3 separate regions of the Mus musculus genome follow, and all the other regions are linked to region 3. A link is a contact called in public HiChIP or PLAC-seq and promoter capture Hi-C data. All regions are on one chromosome and are shown on one strand. The core of a region is the stretch at or near the end of the contact, and the rest is flanking DNA. Distances in the headings are between cores, read along the strand shown.

The links. Promoter capture Hi-C pulls out the DNA fragments that hold promoters and counts their contacts. HiChIP or PLAC-seq counts read pairs in DNA pulled down with a chosen protein or histone mark.
Region 1: a promoter capture Hi-C map of cranial neural crest shows a contact between it and region 3. The contact joins the promoter of Mdfi here to the enhancer-like site in region 3. A contact is called at or near these places in 2 of 39 promoter capture datasets (cranial neural crest and embryonic stem cells), 3 of 115 datasets of contacts at active chromatin or transcription factors (embryonic stem cells, epiblast stem cells and pancreatic cancer cells) and 2 of 9 other capture datasets (adipose tissue and liver).
Region 2: a contact with region 3 is called in a CTCF HiChIP or PLAC-seq map of CD8 T cells, with 10 read pairs. The contact joins the promoter of 1700122O11Rik here to the enhancer-like site in region 3. A contact is called at or near these places in 3 of 15 datasets of contacts at CTCF or cohesin (CD8 T cells, the NIH/3T3 cell line and stem cell-derived epiblast-like cells), 10 of 484 Hi-C or Micro-C datasets (B cells, DN2 thymocytes, the G1E-ER4 cell line and 6 more), 21 of 115 datasets of contacts at active chromatin or transcription factors (the 230-238 cell line, CD8 T cells, the SCID.adh cell line and 15 more) and 5 of 9 other capture datasets (adipose tissue, embryonic stem cells, embryonic tail and 2 more).

The regions. Positions count from the first base shown.
Region 1 is chr17:47,831,846-47,834,545 of GRCm38.p6, forward strand. It overlaps Mdfi (MyoD family inhibitor), which reads right to left and starts at 1,446. Exons shown (of 4, transcript NM_001276390.1): 1 at 1,099-1,446. The coding sequence starts at 1,174.
Region 2 is chr17:48,036,920-48,039,619 of GRCm38.p6, forward strand. It overlaps 1700122O11Rik (RIKEN cDNA 1700122O11 gene), which reads right to left and starts at 1,374. Exons shown (of 3, transcript NM_029689.1): 1 at 1,295-1,374; 2 at 496-649; 3 at 1-362. The coding sequence starts at 1,352.
Region 3 is chr17:47,942,016-47,944,715 of GRCm38.p6, forward strand. No RefSeq gene overlaps it. Among named protein-coding and RNA genes, the nearest start is that of Gm46601, 17 kb to the left of the region's middle. Within about 2 kb of position 1,261, at least 75 of the 459 cell types and tissues checked have an H3K27ac peak or open chromatin away from gene starts, as enhancers often do. A contact at or near this core is called in the 230-238 cell line, B cells, CD8 T cells and 6 more, where this site is marked.

The DNA of each region.
Region 1 (2,700 bases), core at 196-2,695, 110 kb before region 3:
AACAGAGAGACAAACTTGGGTGGCGGAGGCTCAGGGTAGGGGCGAGAGGTGGGGGTGGAGACCCAGGCCTAGAGCAGGAGAAAGAACGTGTCCAAGGCCATGATGGGAGTTTGAGGTCCAGGATGACCTTGGGTTTTCATTACTGACAGTGTTGGGGAAAGGAGAGGTTGGTTTTGGTGGGAGGAAGGCAGGGCCTCTGACTGAGCCCAAATAGGGGCTTAAGTCAGGAAACCTGGGCCTACACCTCTGCACCCTGGCCACTCTGACTCTGAACGAATCTGGATGTCCATATGAGCCTCTAGGAAACTCTAGACTGTGAGGGCCGGGGGTTGGAAGGCTAAATTGGCAGAGGTGCCCCCAGGGAACCACACTCTCTTCCTTAGTCTGTAGGCTCCTGGGGCAATCAGGGTAGTTTAGCCTCTGAGGTGGGGGAAGGGACATTTTACTACGTTGTAGATTGTGTGTGTGTGTGTGTGTGTGTGTGTGTGTGTGTGTGCCAGCGTGAGTCCCATATAGGGTAGGGTAGGGACTGACGGGAGGGAATTTCAGCTAGCAAGAAGGAGAGAAGGGGCCAGGTTCCTAACCACTAGTTGCTGAGACAAAAGTTTTCAAAGAGCGCTCCAGCTACATTCTGCTTAGTTTGGGGGAAGGGAAGAAGAGAGACTCAGACACTGCCCCCCCCTCCCTGCCACACACCCCGCCTAAGGCCCTCATAAATATTTACACACTGGGCAGAAATGGTTCGGCCACAAATCCCAATATTATGGGCAGACATCGCAGACATCACGGAGTGTGTGTGTGTGTGTGTGTGTGTGTGTGTGTGTGTGTGTGTAGCTGGGGCTAGGGGGAGTTGGAGCCAACTCTGCACAGCCATGGCCGCCTGCTCCGGGCCCTGCCTCCTCACCCTAGCCCTCTACTCCCCTCTTATCCCCTTGGACCTGGTCCCCAATACTGAGACTTCCCATCCCCACCCCCACCCAAGCTCCTGGGAGCCATCCGCCTGTACGTCTCCAAGAGGACCAACAACCCCACCCCCAAAACTTCTCTCAGCCTCCACACCACTCTGGTCTAACCTTCGATCTCCATTCCCGCTCCTACCTGGGTCCAGGGCAGCGCTGGGGACTCCATGAGGCGCGTCGCAGCGAGAAGGGCACTGACCGCTCACCTGGGACATCGGCCTGGGACCTGGAGAAAACAGCGCTCAGCGGGCGGGGCAGGCCTCCCTCGCGTGTGCGTGGGGAAACGGAGTGGGTGCCCTAGCGCATACTCGTGCAAGCTGCGCGCTGCTGGCCTAGGCAGGTCACCTCGTGGACCCCGCCATGCGACACCTGGGTGTCGCCCGCGCCCCCTCCCCGCTCACTCGCTCTTGGCTCCCATTCCAGCGCCAGCTCGCACCCACCGATCGCCCCTTCCTTCTTCCTTCTCTCGTTCCAGCCCCCTCGCTCCTCCCCTCTTCCCTGGCCCACCCCGTCCCCGCCCCCTCCTCGCTGTCTCAGCCCCCCTCAGGCGTCCCCTCCCCCGTGCGGGACTCGCTGCTGCCAGGGCAGGACACGTCTGTCCGCGGGGCGTCCGAGGCCTGAGCCCCCACAGGAAGCCAGCTCGTCTGGTTTCCTCCCCTCGCTCAGAGCCAGGATCTCCAGTCTCCCCAGATCTCCGCCTACCCAGGGCCGGGAGAACCTCGCGGCTTGCACAAGGGGCCGCATGTTTTCCTTCGGTCTTAAACTTTGTAAAAGTTTCCAGAATATCAAAAGAAAGAAGTCACAATCATCCTGGGACAATGGTCTGAATAGTAGTAGCCCTCAAATCGCGTTGTCCCGAAGATCAGAGCAATCTAGTTCTTTTGGTGCCCTTTGTTCAAGTCCTGGATTTCCATTTCGGAGCTGGGTGCCTGGAGTTAGGGGCTCAGTCCGTCAGAAACTGGCTCTCCGGGAAGCTGGGCTGGTGTCGCATCAGCCTCCTGGTCCCATAGCAGCCAAAAACACCCCCAAGGCCCGCCATCCCCGCCAGTGCCAGTTGGACACGGGAATTCATTTTAGACAGACTGCCCATCACCAGGCTGTCACTCCAACTTTCTCACACGAGGGTGAGTGTAGAAGGAATTGAGGAGAGGCCAGTCTGTTGATCCGGCTGGTATGGTAAGCTCTGGCTGTGCGGAGGAACTGTCACCAAAAAGTGGGGGGGGGGCTCGGAGACCCTCAGAGTGACCCCAGGAGCTTGTAGGCAGCCAGGTGGGGCTTGGCAGGTCCGTGGAGGTGATTCTCAGGTGAGAAGTCCCTCTGGGACTCACACTGGACCTGAGCTGCCTCCAAGCCCGGCGGCGTCTGGGTCCACACCACCAGAGCTAATTAGGGAGGCGGCGGCGCCAGGACACCTCCTCTCAGCCTGCGTTACAACCGAGAGGAAAGCTGGGACGCCAAAGATGGAGCTCCCCCTCGGTCGCCTCCCAGTCCTCGAAGTCACTACTTACAGCTCTTGTAGGTCTTCTGGGCGCCGTCGGGGCCGGGACCCGCGTGGCCCCCACGGCGCCCGCAGCTCTCTCACCGCCCTCGGCCACGTTCCGGGGATAGGCAGGGGTGGCTGCGCTGGGGGGAAAGTGGGACGGGAGGGAGTCCCGCCCTGGACGTCTAGATGCTCGCTGCGGGAGACTTGGCGCCCTAGAGCCTCGGAGGTCAGGCTGCTGTCTGGGGGCGTCGCAGAGTT
Region 2 (2,700 bases), core at 124-2,623, 95 kb after region 3:
GTTGCCCTGTCTTGGGCATAGTAGATCTCTTAGGGGAGACCTTGGGTGGAAGTCTGGGAACTGCTTTGGGCATCTTCAATCTGGACGCTGATAGAGGCTCCATCAGAGGCTGGTTTCTTAGCCAGCTAGACTCTTCTCTAGATCCCAATGAGGGCAAGGTTTTAGGGGTGGGGCAGGAAGTCATGGAGGGTAGGGGGTGGAGCCTCATCTTTGAGCTCAATCTGCAGCCGCAGAGGCAGGTTCCACGGAGTGAGGGCAGGGAGAAATCTTCCCACCACTGGGCTTGCTCTGGGGAGGGCCTGGGCCAAGCCATCAGGCCCCACACTGAGTTCTGCTTGGGTACTCCAAGAAGGGCCTTGATCCTGAGCAAAAGGAAGGAAGAGTGGAGTCAGGGAGTGGAGATAGAGGGGCAGCGGACCGATATGGTCATAGAGTGAGGCTCTCCAGAGCCGGGAGGGACAGGAGGAAGAAGGAAGGCGCTGTGTCTCAACACACCTGTTTTGTTCTTCTTTCTCTTGCTCTTGGTCTACATTCTCCTTCCCTGTTTCTTCTTCTTCCTCCTCTTCCTCAAGTTTTATTTTGTTCCAAATATCTTCCAATGATGAGATCTTGGACATAGGACTGAAGATAGAATTCACCCATCTTTCCTCTTAAAAAAAGGGGGGGGGATGGTAGGAACCTCATATCAAGAGAATCCAGGATTGACAGATTCAGGGTTGGGGAAGAACCAAATTCCTTCCCTAGCTCACACTCTCACCCCAGATTTAGGCCTTAGGCCTACCAACGCTGGACTATTTGGATGGCAATCTTGCCACTTAGAATATAGTGACAAACCCCCCTAGCTTTTTTTTTTTTTCTGAGGCAGTGTCTCACTATGTAGTCCAAGCTGGCTTCAAACTCTCAATTCCCCTGACTGATGCAGTCTTCCAAGTGCTGGATCACAGATTTGTGAGGCTACACCTGGCTCTCAGTCCCCTCTGCCTGACAAAAACTCTACCAGTTAGGTGACTCAAGGCCCAAGCCTGGACCATTCATCACTTTGACAGATGCTTTGAATCAGTCCCCTCAGTCCCTCTCTCCTCCGATGGCTACCATTACCTTTGTTTGTACCTGGCACGTCAGGGACGCTTACAGAGAGCCTTACTAAGCCATAGTGGGGCTTTCTTCCTTGAACACACACACACACACATGCACAGGAACACGCACACACGCACGCACACACACTTCTAACCAGTACTTCTGTATAGATTTGGGGTTGAGATTATTTCTGCTCATGTCTGTCCATGAGACAGACCTCCAAAGTCACTTGGCCAGTGGCTGACAGGCCACGGGACATGCCCATGCCACTCCATCCTATCCACTCGGAGTAGAAGGGAAGGGAATGTGAGCAAGAACTTCTTTATCTTAGCTTAAAGGGAGGAGCCACACCTCCAAACCTATTGTGACATCATCCTTGTGAGCCATAAGTCCAAAGGAGCCATCATGTCTTTACCAAATCTAGCTCCTTAGGGTCTCTGGGATGTTAACTCTCCTTCCATTTCCCCAGCTCCTCTGTGGAATGGATGAGATACCACAGAGCCCACAGTTCAGCTGGGGACCCCTCTCCTCTGAAGAGTCAGGTGCTGCTGGGATTAAAGGTAGCACCAGCAATGCCTGACTGGTTTTGAGACAAGATCTCATGATGTAGTCCAAGTTAGTCTGCTACTTCCGACCTGTTTGTCTCCACCTTCAAAGATTAGTATGTGGGCAGATACCCTTGTGCCTGACCTTGAGAGTGTTTCTAGACATTGATGATAAACTTCGATGCTCACTACATTTGACTGGAGAAGGAGAATCTGATGTGGGTATTTTGTTCTTGCTTTTGACAAGTCTCTTGGTTAGCCCAGGCTGGTTTCAAACTCATTATCCTCCAGTCTCAGCCCCCTGAATACTGGAATAGCGGGCATGGAGAGCCTAAATTTCTACAGTAGTATAGCTGGAGTCCTAAGCTTAGGCTAATTTCTGAGCAGGAACGTGAAGAACTGGCAAGATCTCTCTGCCCTCCAGTTGGTGCTGAAATGCCCCTGACCTGGAACCTCACAGTCTTCTTTCTGTTCCTGCTGTGGAACTTTAAGGTGTGTGGTTGTCTTGGGAGTATGCAAGGGGATGGGTATACCAAGTGTCCCTTCGTGGCTCTTGTCTCTCTTCCTTGTTTTTATTGGCTAGAGTAAAGAGATCAAGTCCAGCACAACAGCTGGCCTGCCTGTCTAGGGAATCTTAGAGAAGAAAGGGCTAGGGTTTGATGACCTAGAAGGCCGAGGAACACAATCCAGGCTGAAGAAGGAAGCCTGCAGGTAAGTGTGAAGTGAACGCTTGGGATTTCCTTACTGGCTACCCTGGGCAAGCATCTCCATCTCCTAGAGCCCCATTATCTTCATCTGCAAAGTGGAACGCAAGTTGGTTCCCATCTCTCCAGCTCATGCAGAGAGAGTAGATGGTGCAAGAGAAAAGGAGTGGCTGGCACACAGTAGGACCCCAGATATTGCAAATAATACATATTGCCGGCCACAAAGTGTTGTGCACTTTCCTTCGAGTCCCACCTCTCTACCATCTGCCTCTACTTAAAAACAATCCCTCCCTCCCACGTGAGTAATTTTCCCTCTCAGTAGCTCCCTGAAGCTGACAGCAACCAACTCTGGGCGGAGTCCCGCAGAGGCTCCT
Region 3 (2,700 bases), core at 11-2,510:
TTCTCTTCAAGCGTCAGGGGCCTCTGGATGCTTCTTGCCTAGCAGATCCATCCCTCCAATTTCCCCTTCAGTTGCAGAACACTCTCTTCCACATGCTGCCTTCATAGGAACAATTTTGAACACAACTCCTAACACCTTAGGGCCACCCAACTCCAGTTCTAGTTCCAATTCCTCTTTTCTGTTTACATTTACTAACATCCGGTCATCAGAGAAGGTCATATTCCAAGGTGCTGGCTGTTTGCATGCCACACACACACACACACACACACACACACATACACACACATACGATGGTCTGAGAGAGGAATAATATTCAGTTTCTAACATTACCCCTGGCCATAAAGTCTGTATGCAGACGCAGACATATTCTCCCACAGTGACAGCTATCTATCTATACACACCCATATTCCCAGGTCACAAATACTGCAATACTCGACCAGGACCTCACATCTCCATGGTCTCATATAGTTCAGCACAGGCCTTCTTGCTCTGTGCTCCACACCATGCACTCAGCGGTGGCCACACTCAGAGGCCACCCTGGTGGAGGTCACGCTTGGAGCCCTAGAGGCTTGCAGCCTTAGACTAGGCTTCTGGTCTCACATCCCTTCCCATTCCTTCTCCTTCTCACTCCTCCCTTCTGCTCCAGCATCCCCTGCCTCCCACCAGACCTGAACCTGGCAGCTCTGTCCTGTCCTAGAAGGGCCACCAGAGGATGCCCCTTTGCCTTCTAGAATCAGGTACTCCCTTATACAACGGCTTTCCTCTCTCAGAGATCCTTCTTCACCTCTCCATCCTCTGACTTCATAAGTAGCAGACATATTCTCTTTCTAACAACACACACACACACACACACACACACACACACACACACACACACACGAGACCAAGCCTCTCTATCACACACACACAACCATTAACACACACAATATAGCTTCTCTAACATACACATACTTACACATGTACACATGCACATACACACATGCACACATACACACACACACACAAGATCTAGACTCTCCAACACACACAAACATTAACATACACATACAACACATGTGCACCCACAGGAGACCTAGCCTCTCTAACACACACACACACACACACACACACACACACACACACACACACACACACACACACACTCACGCACCTATCCCCTCCAGCAGCCCCACGGCAGCAGTCTGTTCCTCATTATGGGCCAATGGGCCTGTTTACTCACCCAGCTGGAGATGGTTAGAGAGTGATAAATAATGAAAGAGAAAACAGGCTTTTCCCCTCTGTGGCTTCTATTTATGTAACATGTGTCACAGCGGACTCACAGGCTCTGGTTCGGAGGTGATCGCAGGAAATAGTTTATTTTTTCCGGACAGTGGCTTAAGGGGTGGGGTAGAAGGCCAGGGTTTGGGTTTCTGGTCTCACACCCATGGGAGTTTCAGAATCTGGCTTTCAGAATCCTCTTATGATGCCTTGTCTCTTGACAAGATCTCACTGTACTGCCTCCCACCCTGGATTCACACCCGGGCTTGGGACTGCCTGATAACAGGGGATCTTCTACTGCAATTTTTTGGGGGAAGGAATCTGCCTGGTTAGGGCCCCTCCCAGCCACCCCTGAAACTTCCCAAACAGATGGGCTTGCTTTAAGAGCCAGACAGCTAAAACCTGGGGCTCCGAGAAAAGAGCCAGTTGGAAATGGAGCTTTGTAGGCAGCCTGCACCTGTCACAGGGAAGGATGCAGGAAGAATTCAATCTCAAGAGAAACAGCTTAGCGGGAAGAGCACTTTCTGTGCTTCCAGAGGGTCTGAGTTTGGTTCCCAGCACCCAAGTAGGGTGGTTTACAACTGCCTATAGCTAGCTCCATGGAACTGAGCACCACTGGCCTCTGTGGGCACTTGCATTCATGTGCACATGCCCATAGGCAGATGATGCACACACACCATGATGGCTCCTGCCTTTTAATCCCAGCACTCAGAGGCAGAGGCAGAGACAGAGGAAGGAGGATCTCTGTGAGTTCAAGGCCAGCCTGGTCTACAGAGTGAGTTCCAGGATTGCCAAGGCTACACCAGAGAAACCCTGTCTCGAAAAACCAGCTCAAGCAAGCAAGCAAACAGACAAATGTAGAGAAAAAGAAATCTTGTTTTAAAGAAGTAATAAGGATAGATCCCTAGCCTGGTTCACTTTGAGTGCTGGGGATCTCAGTGAGGTTCCTCAGCACGGATTTCCCAGATGTGAAGATGGGGAAGAGCTCGCTCTGTCTGCTCAACTAGCCATGGCTGCCAGGACCCTGCCTGTCCTGCGGCCTCTTTCTCCCTGCGGCATCCACTTGGTAAGACTGGCCTACCTCACTGTGCTAGACTGATGGGAATCTATACGAGGTTAGAAGGTTTGGAAATGTGAGCTGTGGGTAATCTGGGAAACACCCATTTAGCCCTCCCCAAAGGTGGGCACACTGACCAAAAGGAATCAGCACACAGCTGTCTGCTCACCAGCCTCCAGAGCGTGTAGGCTACGGCCTGAGCTTGCTTTACCCAGGGTGGGGTGACAGGGATTTTGTTGAACATGGAGCCCCAGGAGTCTCCAAAGAAACTGCTGCTGGAACCCAGAGGCACCAAAGGACCTCGGAGAGATGGGGTTCACCATGGAACCGAGAACAGGAAGCACCCACTTATCCTAGTTGTGGGGAAAGAGTTTAGGCTTCCAGGC